2 separate regions of the Mus musculus genome follow, and region 2 is linked to region 1. A link is a contact called in public HiChIP or PLAC-seq data. All regions are on one chromosome and are shown on one strand. Each heading gives the region's core, a stretch centred on a gene start, on an enhancer-like site or on the middle of the called end of the contact. The rest is flanking DNA. Distances are from core to core; before and after follow the strand shown. Region 1 has its middle 44 kb from the start of Gm30224. Region 2 has its middle 41 kb from the start of Runx1.

Evidence for each region. HiChIP or PLAC-seq counts read pairs in DNA pulled down with a chosen protein or histone mark.
Region 2: a contact with region 1 is called in an H3K4me3 HiChIP or PLAC-seq map of bone marrow-derived macrophages, with 2.4 times the contacts expected there. The contact joins two enhancer-like sites. A contact is called at or near these places in 2 of 484 Hi-C or Micro-C datasets (CD4 T cells and bone marrow-derived macrophages), 1 of 115 datasets of contacts at active chromatin or transcription factors (bone marrow-derived macrophages) and 1 of 9 other capture datasets (embryonic stem cells).

What each region holds. Positions count from the first base shown.
Region 1 is chr16:92,549,152-92,555,622 of GRCm38.p6, forward strand. No RefSeq gene overlaps it. Among named protein-coding and RNA genes, the nearest start is that of Gm30224, 44 kb to the right of the region's middle. Within about 2 kb of position 4,105, at least 31 of the 459 cell types and tissues checked have an H3K27ac peak or open chromatin away from gene starts, as enhancers often do. A contact at or near this core is called in bone marrow-derived macrophages, where this site is marked.
Region 2 is chr16:92,863,964-92,870,434 of GRCm38.p6, forward strand. No RefSeq gene overlaps it. Among named protein-coding and RNA genes, the nearest start is that of Runx1, 41 kb to the left of the region's middle. Within about 2 kb of position 3,583, at least 86 of the 459 cell types and tissues checked have an H3K27ac peak or open chromatin away from gene starts, as enhancers often do. A contact at or near this core is called in bone marrow-derived macrophages, where this site is marked.

The sequences.
Region 1 (6,471 bases), core at 2,855-5,354:
AAGACCATTTTTAATAAAGAGCCTGGAAGATGCTGCACACAACTCTAAGGCCCAAATTCTTCCCTGTTCTCAGGTTTCATCCTCGAGATGGCTGGCTTTGTCAGCTTGTCACAGTCTAGAAGCACCTGGGAGGAGAGTCTCAGTGAGGGGTTGTGTGCTGGCTGGTTTTAGGTGTCAACTTGACACAGGCTAGAGTTATCACAGAGAAAGGAGTTTCAGTTGGGGAAATGCCTCCAAGAGATACAGCTGTGGGGCATTTTCTCAACTAGTGATCAAGTTGGGAGGGCCCCTGGTGGGTGGTACCATCCCTGGGCTTGGGTTCTATAAGAGAGCAGGCTGAGCAAGCCAGGGGAAGCAAGCCAGTAAGTAACATCCCTTCATGGCCTCTGCATCAGCTTCTGCTTCTTGACCTGCTTGAGTTTCAGTCCTGACTTCCTTTAGTGATGAACAGCAGTATGGAAGTGTAAGCTGAACAAACCCTTCTCCCCCTCCCCCCCAACTTGCTTCTTGGTCATGATGTTTGTGCAGGAATAGAAGCCCTGACTAAGACAGGTTGTGAGACCAGGGTGGCCTGTAGACATGTCTTTAGGACATTGTCTAGATTGTATCAAGACCCAGCCTAAAAGTGGGCAGTGCCATTCCTTGGCTTTGGGTCCTGAATAACCAAAGAGCAGGAAAGTGAACTGAGGCGCAGGTGTGCACATATCCACCCCCTGTCTGCTCCGTGCCGTGTGACTAATTGCTTCAAGCCCCATCCTTGACTTCTCCACACAATGGACTGGAGCTAGGAGCTGATTAAACCTTCTCTCTCTCTAAAAGTTGCTTCTGCCAGGGTGTTTTGTCATAGCAAAGGAAAGAAAGCAAAAGAGCTACCCGTGCACGCTTGGTAGTTTTGTAGTATGTGTTGTTTCAATGATTGGATTATCATTCAAACCAGTCACAGTCTTTCAAGTGGTGAGAGCTGTAAAGGCTATAAACTGGCTTCTCTGGGTTGCATTCTTGAATACGGGAAGTTGGAGGCCTTCAGCACTTATACCGAAGGGAAAGAAAACCTCTGTCAAAAATCAGAACACTAAGGTAGTGACCAGGCTCCTGTGGATAAGAGACAAGCAAGGCCTGCTTGTGCCATGGAAGGTCACAAGGGCAGATACAAACACAGACAGAAATCTGGTCCTCAGCCCCAAGGCTCTTGGTGCAGAGAGGGAGACTCAGTGTGTGTCATCTCTGAGATTTGTTTAAACAGCACTCTGTCTGGTTCTGTATGACACACACTTGTCTACACAGCTTGAGTAGCTACATCACCACTTCCCAACTTTTGGAAAAAAAAATCCCCTTCCAAGGACATGATGAACATTTCTCACTGGGAAAGGCCGGAAGGTGACCACCTTATAGCCTGCTTAGCTTGGTTTCCCTAGGAATCACATTCCAGTGAGAGATACCATCATTTGTGTAATAAAAATAATATTTTAAGCAGTATTGCCTACTCTCCTGATTCTTGGGATTTTATGTCCTGGGAGAACAATTAAATTTTGGTTTTGTAACAAAACTCAGCCAAGTTGGTTTTGTTCTCAGGCACGGTTTCCGTCGGTCCTGTTGGGCAACACAGCGGTCTCCTTGGTGAGAAATGAACGCATGGTCTCAGCCAGCGTCTTAACAGCTGACACGATGATGACCCTTATCAGGAAGCACCTTTTCTGGGGACCCTGGGGTACCCTGTTATTGTGTTTGCTATAGAGACACACATACTCCCAACTTGTCCTGAAAGCCAGACCCAAGAAAATGTTCCCTGTGTGTTTAGGCGTTAATTTGGTTTCCTAAGAACTTTCTAGAAAACAATAGTGACTTGATCTGAAATGGCTGAGATGGGGGAGGTGTTTAAATTTACCCCCAGGACATCTTGATAAAGAAAAGTGTCTCATCTTTCAGAGACATCTCGGGGTTGCCCTGTCTGGTTGGGCTGATTACATCACCTGTTGGCTTGGTAGCAGCGATCGCTTTTCTGAGAGATTCTTCCTGGCACTTCAGAGACGTCTGAAGATCCATTTCAGTTTTCATAGTGTGAATGACAGGGATGCTCATGGGTAAAATTTGAGCTGTGTTTGTACAAGGACCACCTCCAGGATGCCATCACCAAACCTCTAACACAGAGGTTGCTGTGGCACCTCTGTGCTTTCTGCCTGATAGGGGCTCCATGTCCCAGTAGTGACTCCCCACTATAGCGAGTGTTGCCCTTACTGTCTGGGATACAAGCTTGTCTTCCCAGGGTGCTCGATGGCAGCTGGCCAGTCTTGGCTGTCTTCCAAACTAACAACGACTAGGCCATTTAATTCTTACCTAAAACCCAGGGCAGCATTAATAGTTAACGCCTGAAGCTAATTTTTGTGGAACCATGCATTGCAGACAAGATCAGGAGAATGATGGTTCCCAGCAACCCAGCCCTCTCTTCCCATCTCCCCATCCCTCCCCGAGTCTTTCTGGGATTCTTTTTTACGGGCACATGTGTGTATGGCGGTATCAGTAACATCAAACAGATGTGGGTTCAGATCCACTCCCCATGAGATGGATGGAGAAGGAAGTTGAAGTAGATGAGAATCAGGGAACAGGGGGAGGGGTTAGCACAGCCAGGAACAGTGCGATTACTCAACACTTGGATTTTTTAATCAAGGGATCTGAGTAACGAACAATATATCCTTTGTTGAGCACAAAAAAGAAAAATACAAACCAGAAGCCAATGGAAATTTAGTAAACAGAGCAATCTATAGGGCCCCGAAGGGGCATGTGCGCACAATGGCTGTTTTAAACTCTGTTAGAGACAGGCTCTGGTTCAATGGTCAATGCCAGTCTCTTTTGGCAGTGTCTTGCACTGACCCAAGCAGAGATGCAGAACATTTTGGATTAACTTGGATGGTTCGTGCTCATAAACAGTTGGCCAGCAGTATTTAGCGTGCTCTCTGAACTTTCAGATAATAAAAGGCTTACTTGGAATAAGCCTTTCGTCCTTTTAAACACTCCCAGAGCTGTGAGTGGTTGGAGGTACCCGAGTGTGGTCACTACGGGTGCTGAAGCTCCCAGACAGCCGTCCACATTCCTTTAAGGGCAGCCACCTCTAGACGGCTCATTTCCCGTAGTCGAGTGGTTGGTCTGCAATTTCTTTCTGGGATCCAGACAGTTAATTGTGACTCAAGATGACTGGGGAAAGAGCTGTGTAGCCTCCGGCGAGTTATTTAATTTTGTTGAATCTTAGTTTGCTCATCTGTAAAAGATCCCCCCCCCACCTCTTCCCCCAACACCCCGCTCAGCTCTTGGAACTCTGATAAAGATGTTCATGAAAATACAGGAAAACATGAAAAACGGGCAAAAGCGTTTATCAGGCTTTCTCCCAAGACACTGTGCTTAGTTTTTGCATCGGACACAGTGAACACAAAATTTGTGGGGTGGATGGATGGATGGTGGTGGTGGTGTTAAGAATTTGTGCAACCGTTGAAATGTTAAGGAAATAGGCCACCGTATGCTGACCAGGGCCTGGTAGGCTGGGAGTTGGGTCAGTGCTGGTTGGATGGAGAACTAGCCTCCTTTCCTCTCCAAGTCCCTCACCTGTTATTTTGACTTTGAGAGAAGAAATGGAAATGAAATCATTTTGACTCTGAACAGAGCAGTATTGCGGAGGGCTACACAACTCCCAAATAATTTTAACAGTAACCGTCCTGGGTGCTTCTCATCCCTCCCCAAAAGAAGTCCCTCAAAAGAGCCTGGGAAGGGGTCTTGTCTGAGTCCAGATCACTTCAGAAGCCATAACGAAGCACAGGGCACTCACATCCAGTCTGAGTCACTTCCTCCAGCAGATAATACGCGTGACGAGCCGAGCAAGACGAGCCGAGCAAGACGAGCCGAGCAAGGCACAAGCCGTATTTCTGCCGTCTGAACCTCAGCTGCTCTCTCTCTTATCTTCCAGATAGTGAGCCACCATTATAGGTGACTGCAGATCTGAAGAGAAACTCAGCTCCCTGAAGCAGCCAGAATTCTGGGAGACTCAGAAGAGGAAGGGCAGAGGAAATGTCTAGTGTGTTGATGGTTGTCTCCTTAGTCACTCATTTTCTGAATAGCTTCAGCTGAGAAACGTTTACAAGACCCAGGAAAGAGAAGAGACGTGCCCAGCAGACTGAATTACCCTGCCTGTACTTTTCAGCTCTGGTCTCTCACAGTCAGGTGCTGTGCTCCATCCCTGGGGATGCTCCTTATGAACCTGAGCTTTCAGTTCTTGGTTGTCAGTGTCCCCAGAGGTCCCAAGGCTTGGTCTCAGGGGCTGGCAGAGCTGGAAGGCAGCCGAGGGGTTAGAACCTGACAATTCTGACTCAACAGTGACAAATGGGTCCTCTATGAAACACATTGAATGTCAGTCCCAAAGTGTTGAAGTTCTACCTTCTAAGAATTTTATTTTTAATAGATACATAATTGGACCTATCTTTATAGGCTTGATACATTTTATATGTTGAGTAATAATCAAATTAGGGTATTTCTCTTCTTTTTGATGAGAATAATCCAAACCATTTCTTCCAGGTGTGAGGTGTGTCTGATGTGGTGCTGTTTCCGATCTCCTTGCTGTGTATCAAAGGACCAGGACGTATTTGTATTCTGCCTTCCCAGCTCTAACTTGCAGAACTGACTGGTTATCATCCTCTCTCTCCAGTGCCCCCAGCCTCTGCTATCTATAATTCTAGTCTTGTCCATGACATCAGGGTCGTTGTCCTCCCCTGCCAGGCAGGCTTGCTTTTGTATCATCACCCCCTAAAGATTACCACATGGAACATGGTTTCCCATCACCATCTCTGAAGGTAGACATTTCATTATTGGCTTTTTATTTTGAGACAAGAGAACTAGCTTAGTAAATCTTCTCCCATGAAGATGTCTGGGAACTGATGTGTCCTCATGTGCTTGTCACAGGTGGAGATCCTTTTAGGAAGAGACACCTCCTGCTTGGTGATGCTAATGAGCACGGTAGATACTCCTTTCTGGGAAAGTATCTGAAGGCATCCAGGAGGCCAGGAAGGACCACGTGGCATTGAGATGGATCTAATACTGGGATGTATGGAGGGTGACACAGTTCCTTCTTACGGAGTTAGTGTCCCTCAGAGCCTGGACCTCAGGATGTCATCCCAGCTTAGGCTAGGCTCCAGTTCCCCATGCAAACTGGCCTGGCTTTCTTCAAGTCAGCTTTCCGCATTGGTGTGTTATCTGGTCTCTGTTTCTTTCCCTTGTACTCAGTTCTTCCTTGGGGCCCAGCAACAACTAGAATTGAGCTCCATGATGTGAACAGTGGTCGTCGTTCTGAGTCACCTAAGATCTTATCACCGAGGATGACTCAAGGGTCTTTTGAGGGCTTGGATTACGTATCCCTAGTCTCTTATCTGGTCATAGCTGATGACCATGGGTCGTGGCGAATATTCTCAAAATGTGTTTCTTGGAGAGGCCAGCAGTGGCCTCTGTTGGAAATGTCAACTACCAAGGAAATGTCCACTTCACACCCTCATCCCAAGCTTACCTTCTCATGTTGGGCACATTTTGGAATGGACGGATCCACTGGGTTTAAACCTTCCTCCAGGAGATACCAGGGCACTGTGACACGGGCAGGGGAAGCTCTTGCTCTGACATGGAAGTCAGTACATGACTGGCTCTTTGAGTGATAAGGACAGGAAGGGAGGTTTGAGGACCATGTAGGAGGCAGAGGCGGGGCTGAGAATCTCAGTAGGAGAGCACAGTTAGCAAGTCAGTGGTATAATAAGAATAGCAAGTACTAGAGTCAGGAGGCAGTATGGGCTAGAGCAGTGGGTGCCTCTTCTCGTATGAGACCTATGAGAAGTTAGGAGATTCAGTCGCCCCTAAAGTAGTGGCCTTAGAGACAGAAAGGAATGGGTGTCTATCTCCATCTACCATGTAGTTGTTGACTTTGAAGCTTATCTCTAGGGGAGGGGACATATTTTCCGGCTGCACTACAATACATTGAAAGCTTTTACCTGATTGGGGTGGGAGGACATATTTTCAGGTTGCACTACAGTACAAGCCTCAAGCAATTTGGCATGACTTGGGCTATTGGGAAACAACTGTGCTCTGGGGACAGCCTGACATGTCACTCCAGCAGCCTGCTAGGGCCAAGCTGTCCTTTTAAAGGAAGCTTTGAGCTGATTCTAAACTTGGAAGAGAGTCCAGCAAACAGCAAGGGGCAACAGAAGGTTGAATCACAAGTGCATACCTGGTCAAGGCCAGTCCCTGCTCCCAAGCAGGGGGCTGTATTAGAGTTCTCTAGAGTCACAAAACTTTTGGGTAGTCTCTATTTAGTAAGGGAATGAACTTAAATCTGTAGTTCAACTCTCCAACAATGGTCAGCAGCAGCTGTGAATGGAAGTCCAAGGATCTAGTAGTTGCTCAGTCCCACAAGGCAAGCAGCAAAGAAGAGAGATTCCTCCTTCTTCCAAT
Region 2 (6,471 bases), core at 2,333-4,832, 310 kb after region 1:
AAAATGGTCAGGTTGTAATTTTAATTTAATTTTCTGTGAGAAAAGTAATCACAGGTCAGAATAAACATGTAAAATAAAAACGCCTGTGACTCCTTGATGCTTTTAGTTTTACTTGGATTTCTGTTGCAAATACATATGGAAACAAAAGAAAAAGTTCTGTAGGTTGAATCAGTCCATTAAAGAGTTTTAATTTTTTCCTGAGTTTTGTTACCAAGTAAAATCATGAGGTCAGTTCTTTACAATAGAGTCATCTTCCCATGCCCAAAGCACACGGACACATTTCATTTTTGTTCCTCTTTATTTAAAATGAACAGTGGGAGTTCAATGACAACTCATCTTCTGTAATAACTTCGCAAAGCAGGCTGGGAAAGAATGACTCCACTTCCTTGTAATGATGAGAACACTGTGCTGTGTGGGGCTGCTACCATGGTGATGAGCCAACTGTACTGTGTGGTGCTGCTACCCTGGTTCTTGAGGATCACACATAGGGTGAGATCAGGAGCTAGGATGCAGAGGTGGGGACAGTGGCTGATGTGGGGTTTCCCCCTCATCTAAATGTTCTCTGGGTCTGGGGTGAGAAAATTCAGAGTCCTTGGTTTCTGCTCAGCACTGGCAAAGCTGTGAAGGTGAGCTGTGTGCTAGGGAAGGTTCAGCTGCTGAAGTGTGACCTGAATCCCATCCCTAGAATCTATACAAAAGCATAGAGCTTGGTGGCTTGCCCTTGTGAGCCCAACACTGAGAGTCAGGAAAAGGAGGATCCATGGGGCTAACTGGTAACGGGTCTGAGACGACTTCTCAGTGAGAGTGGATAACCTTGTCATGTCCAAGGCTGTCCTATGGCTGCCATGCATTTATACAGACTTACACACACACACACACACACACACACACACACACACACACACACACACACACACACTCACAGACACTCACATACTTTCTCACACACACAAACACACACATATGAACACTCATCAACACACACTCATACTCTCACACAGGCACATACACACACACAGTCACACACTCTTACACACAAACACACACATACAAACACTCACCAACATACACTCATACACACACACACACACACCCACACACACACACACACACACACACACACTACAAAGAAGGAATGTCATCATTAGACAACTCGGAATTGACCTGTTGAAGACCTAGAGAGAGACATGACTGGTACCCAATTTTCATGAATAGATCCTCAGGAAGTTGTAGAAGAATGAGCCCAGTCTGATGGCACAGACTTGAATTCCCAGCTCCCGAGAAAGCTGATTTAGGAGGATAGTGAGTTCAAGGTCAACCTAAGTAATTTGGGGAGAATTTATGTCAGAATAAAAAAATCCATAAGATCTTGGGGTTTGGTTCAGTAGTAGGGCTTTTGGATGGCATACTCAAGACCCTGGGTTCAACTCTAAATATTGTAAAAAATAAAAGTAGAAAAATGAGATATTCTGTTCTATATTTGTATTGACTTAAAAGGCAGAAAATGAAAAGTATGCAGAATAATATAGTGAAAACCTAGTTTCAATATGACAAATCTGTTTCTTAAAAGGTTCCACTGTTCCATAAAGCAGAACTTAAAATCTACCAACCCCTCTGAACTGCTTCCTGGTGTCCTTTGTCTGGAAAATCACTGGGAGGACTGCCTTGTGAGAGCGTAGAATATCCCGGAGTGCGGGAGGAGGAGGGGGAGCATGGGATCTGGAGGAGCATGGGGAAGTGGAGGAGCATGGGGAGGAGGAGGGAGAAAGACAGCATGGGAAGTGGAGGAGCATGTGAAGTGGAGGAACATGGGGAGGAGGAGGAAGAAAGAGAGCATGGGAAGTGGAGGAGCATGTGAAGTGGAGGAGCATAGGGGGAGGAGGAGGAAGAAAGAGAGCATGGGAAGTGGAGGAGCATGTGAAGTGGAGGAGCATAGGGGGAGGAGGGAGAAAGAGAGCATGGGAAGTGGAGGAGCATGGGGAAGTGGAGGAGCATGGGGAGGAGGAGAAAGAGGAGGAGGATGGAGAGCATAGGAAGTGGAGGAGCATGTGAAGTGGAGGAGCATAGGGGGAGGAGGGAGAAAGAGAGCACGGGAAGTGGAGGAGCATGGGGAGGAGGAGAAAGAGGAGGAGGGGCGAGAGTATGGGAAATGGAGGAGCATGGGGAGGAGGAGGAAGAGGAGGAGGAGGAGAGAGAGTATGGGAAATGGAGGAGCATGGGGAGGAGGAGGAAGAGGAGGAGGAGGAGAGAGAGTATGGGAACTGGAGGAGCATGGGGAAGTGGAGGAGCATGGGGAGGAGGAGGAAGAAAGACAGCATGGGAAGTGGAGGAGCATGTGAAGTGGAGGAGCATAGGGGGAGGAGGGAGAGGAGGAGGAGGGAGAGCATAGGAAATGGAGGAGCATGGGGAGGAGGAGGGAGAAAGAGAGTATGGGAAGTGGGGGAGCATGGGGAGGAGGAGAAAGAGGAGGAGGGGTGAGAGTATGGGAAATGGAGGAGCATGGGGAGGAGGAGAAAGAGGAGGAGGGGTGAGAGTATGGGAAATGGAGGAGCATGGGGAGGAGGAGGAAGAGGAGGAGGAGGAGAGAGAGTATGGGAAATGGAGGAGCATGAGGAGGAGGAGGGAGAGCATGGGGAGCATGGGAAAGATAAGAAGAAGAGATGGAGGAGGAGGAAGAACATGGGAAGTGGAGGAAGATGGGGGAGAAGGAAGAGGAGGAGGAAGAGACCAGCTCATTATCCAAACTCAGTGGCACCAAGAGAGACCAGAGACTCCATCCCCTTGGCGTTCTCTGAGGCCAATTGTCAGTGGTCACAATGGATGTACAGATCTCAGCTTCTCTCCGAGCCCCCTGTTCAGATCCTACAAGGATGATGTACCTGCAAACCACCTGTGCTCCTCCCAAGATGAGGGAGTTGGGATGATCTGTGTTGAATTTTAAAATACTTCAGGTGTATTCTCTACAAATTTGAAATATCCTTTGACAAGTCAGACCTTCCTCCCTAGATATCAAATCCTCTATGTTCTGGCACTCACAATCACACATATTTCTTCCACATCCCAGAGATAATTGATCATCCTGCCTGCCTCTGCTACTGGCCATGCCCTTGGTAGTCCACACGGGAGAAAAAAATTCTCCCCTGAGCCCAGAGTAGGTTTCCCTTCTTTTCACCATTGCTAACTCCTATATTCTTTCTGATTCACTGTTGAGCCTCAAGGGTGAGGGCTGTAGACACAGCTGTAAAGGTCATGGTCAGGTTCTGCTGTGGGACCTAAGGGTCTTTGCACTGGTGCTGCCACGTGGATTGGTGAACCGATGCCAACAAGCAGAAAGCATCATGGCTCAAGCAGTGTGGGAACTATGTCATCCTCTTTGTCATCCTTCAAGAGCGGGGGTGGATGGTTTCACCTCTGGTGCAGCAGATGGCTTCTGTCATCAGGGACCCAAGCCTTTTCTATTCTTCCTCTCTGTGGTCTTTGACCAGTTGGACAGGAAAACAAAACTTCATATTTATCACCTCATGATCACAAGATGGCTGACGTAACCCCCACAAGGCGTTCTCCTCTCAGCACCACAAACAGGAAGGAAGGAGCTGATGCAGATGTTGTTGTCTTTTGATTTAGAAAGCGAATCCCGTTCTGCTTCCCTCTTCCTCTCAGTGTGGAGACCTAATTATGTTCCTGTCTCTCAAAGACGATCAGTGAGGACAAGTAGGACCCCCACAGCTGGTTCAGACATTTGTGTTGAGAACAGGACTGACCTACTTTGAGAACAAAGAGAACTCTGTTCAATGTCTGGAACACAAGATTGGGAGGTGTTCTAGTTCGATTGCTGTTGCTCTGATGAGACCCCCTGACTAAGGGCACTTCAGGAAGTTAAGGGTTTATTTACTCTTTCAGGGCACTGTCTGTCACTGAAGGGTGTCAGCTGAGTCTATGTGGATTAACTAGCCTGACTGGGGAGCTCTCCCCAGCCTCAGAGGCTACGACAGGAAGCCTGGAGGAACTCATGGCTCATGCTCTGCTTTCTTTTTCTCTTCTTTCTGATCTAATTTTCATTTTACGTGTGTAAGTGTTTGTGCCTGACCTGAGTCTGAATAACTCGTCTGCCTCGCACCCCAGGGAGGCCAGAAGAGGGCATCAGAGTCCCCAGAACTAGAATTACAGATGGTTGTGAACCACCATATTGGTGCTGGGAACTGAACTCAGGTCTTCTGCAAGAGCAGCAAGTGCCCTTAACCACTGAGCCATATCACCACCTCTCTAGCCTTCTTAGACAGCTCTCTTATACACCCCAAGACCACCTGTCCGCTGTGGACTGGGCCCTCATACGTCAACTGACAATCAAGACCACACATGCCTTCCAGATATTCCCATAGGCCAATTCTGTCTGATAGGCTAATTTAATCTTGCTGATCTATCAGTTAAGACCCCCTTCTCAGGTGACTCTAGTCTATGTTAAGTCGACAGCTAAAACCAGGGCATGAAGAAACAGCTATGGGCTATGCAACCAGGAAGCCAGTCTAGGTATTCTGCTCTGAGAGAGTTGGTCTAGCTTTGATAACCTTCTTTGCCCTTGACTGTGGCCTCCTCCAGTCCAGGCATGCGTGGTCACAGGAGCACCTTCATCCTTGCACATTGCAGACTTACCAGAACTTTGTCTTCATTCTCACATTTACCTCCTGGAAGGGACCACTTCAAGCTTCCTTGCACACTGGTCATGTTTTTTATCATCTTGCCTTGTCTATTTATAATTCCCCACTCTAGGCTTCCAGGAAGCCTGTCTCTATCATGTTCCTTTTTTCTGAGCAGGCTTCCTCTCGTCAGCCCCTTTCCTTTCTTCCTCTCTGCCATGTTCTCGTAGTGGCTGTGCCTACCACCACTCTGTTGCTTCTTACTGTATTTTTTAATGTGTTATTTTTCATACAATTATATTTTGATTATGTTTCCCCTTCTTCAAATCCTCCCGGATCATCCTCACCTTCCAATACACCCAACTTTATGTTCTCTGTCTCTATTCCTTGGGGGCAGGGGCGGGGGGGGGGAGACCTCTAAGAAACAAAATCAAGCAGGAAACAGCCCTTTCAAACCACAAAAACTGAAGATCAAACAAATTAACAACAAAAAGCCAAGTAGTTAAAAGACCATTATGACAAAAACAGAAATTCTGAAACAAAGCAATATGAAAACAACAACAACAACAACAACAACAACCAAAAACCCACAAAAATACCCTTGAGTTCATATTGTGTTAGCCAGCCACTACTGGGCACGGGACCTGCCCTGGCGTGTGGCTCTGTAACATCACTGTTTTTAAGTGTGAAGTTAGATGAGCTTTAGAAATCACTATAAATAAGATACAGATTATGTTTATCATCCTCAAGATCAGGACGATCCTTCACCCTGCTTCCCCTTTGCCAGAGAGCTAGTTCATTCCTTCATGAAGCAAGGCTTTCTGCCACTCATGGCTTTGATTGGCAGGCAAGGAGCTCCATTCTTTTTTTGTTTGTTTGTTTGTTTGTTTGTTTGTTTGTTTGTTTTGGTTTTTCGAGGCAGGGTTTCTCTGTATAGCCCTGGCTGTCCTGGAACTTACTCTGTAGAGCAGGCTGGCCTCGAACTCAGAAATCCGCCTGCCTCTGCCTCCCGAGTGCTGGGATTAAAGGCGTGCACCCAAAATCCCCTGGAAGAAAGAAAATGTTTGGTGATAATAGCAGAAGAATGTTAAGTTGCATCCAAGCAGAGATAGCCTGGTTGGTCAATGGCCCTTCCAATAGAAGGAGTTTATTGTGATCCTCCCATCTTCAGAGGGTGTGATGAGTTTCATGTTAGACTTCTGTCCTCCAGAGCTGAGGTTGGCAGACACAGCTTACTGAGATAGAACACATAGAGCACATTGGGCAATGCCCTGTGAACCCAATGGGGAACTTCTTGGCTTTTCTTCCTTATTGGTTGTCTGTCTCCATCTTCCCCTCATGTACACAGGAACACACCTTACTTTATACCCCACCTAAACACTCTCAAACATTTGCATGTGTGCCTTTTATCTTCCTGGCATAGAAATTGGAAGGGTTTTGACCAACAGCTAAGATGTCACCACTTTTCTTCCCTTTGATCCAAATGTCTGTGTCCCAGAAAATCATATGTTGAAATGTTTACCCCAAGACGATGGGTTTTGGGGATTTGGCCTTTGGAGGTAATTGGGTCACATAAGCAGAGTTTTAACGTTCTTATAGGCAATGCTCAGAGTGACATAAGCTCTTTACACCAGAGAGAATATGCCATCTGTGAACCAGGCAATATGATTCACCAGATGTCAAATCTACCGGCACCCTGATATTGAACTTCCCACTTCCAAAATGAAGAAATAAACTTGTATTGCTTATAAATCACCTGTTCATGGATTTTCCCGAGGCAGCTGACACACGATCCCTGAGATTGCAGCTTACCCATTGTTCCCCCGAGGAGCTTTCT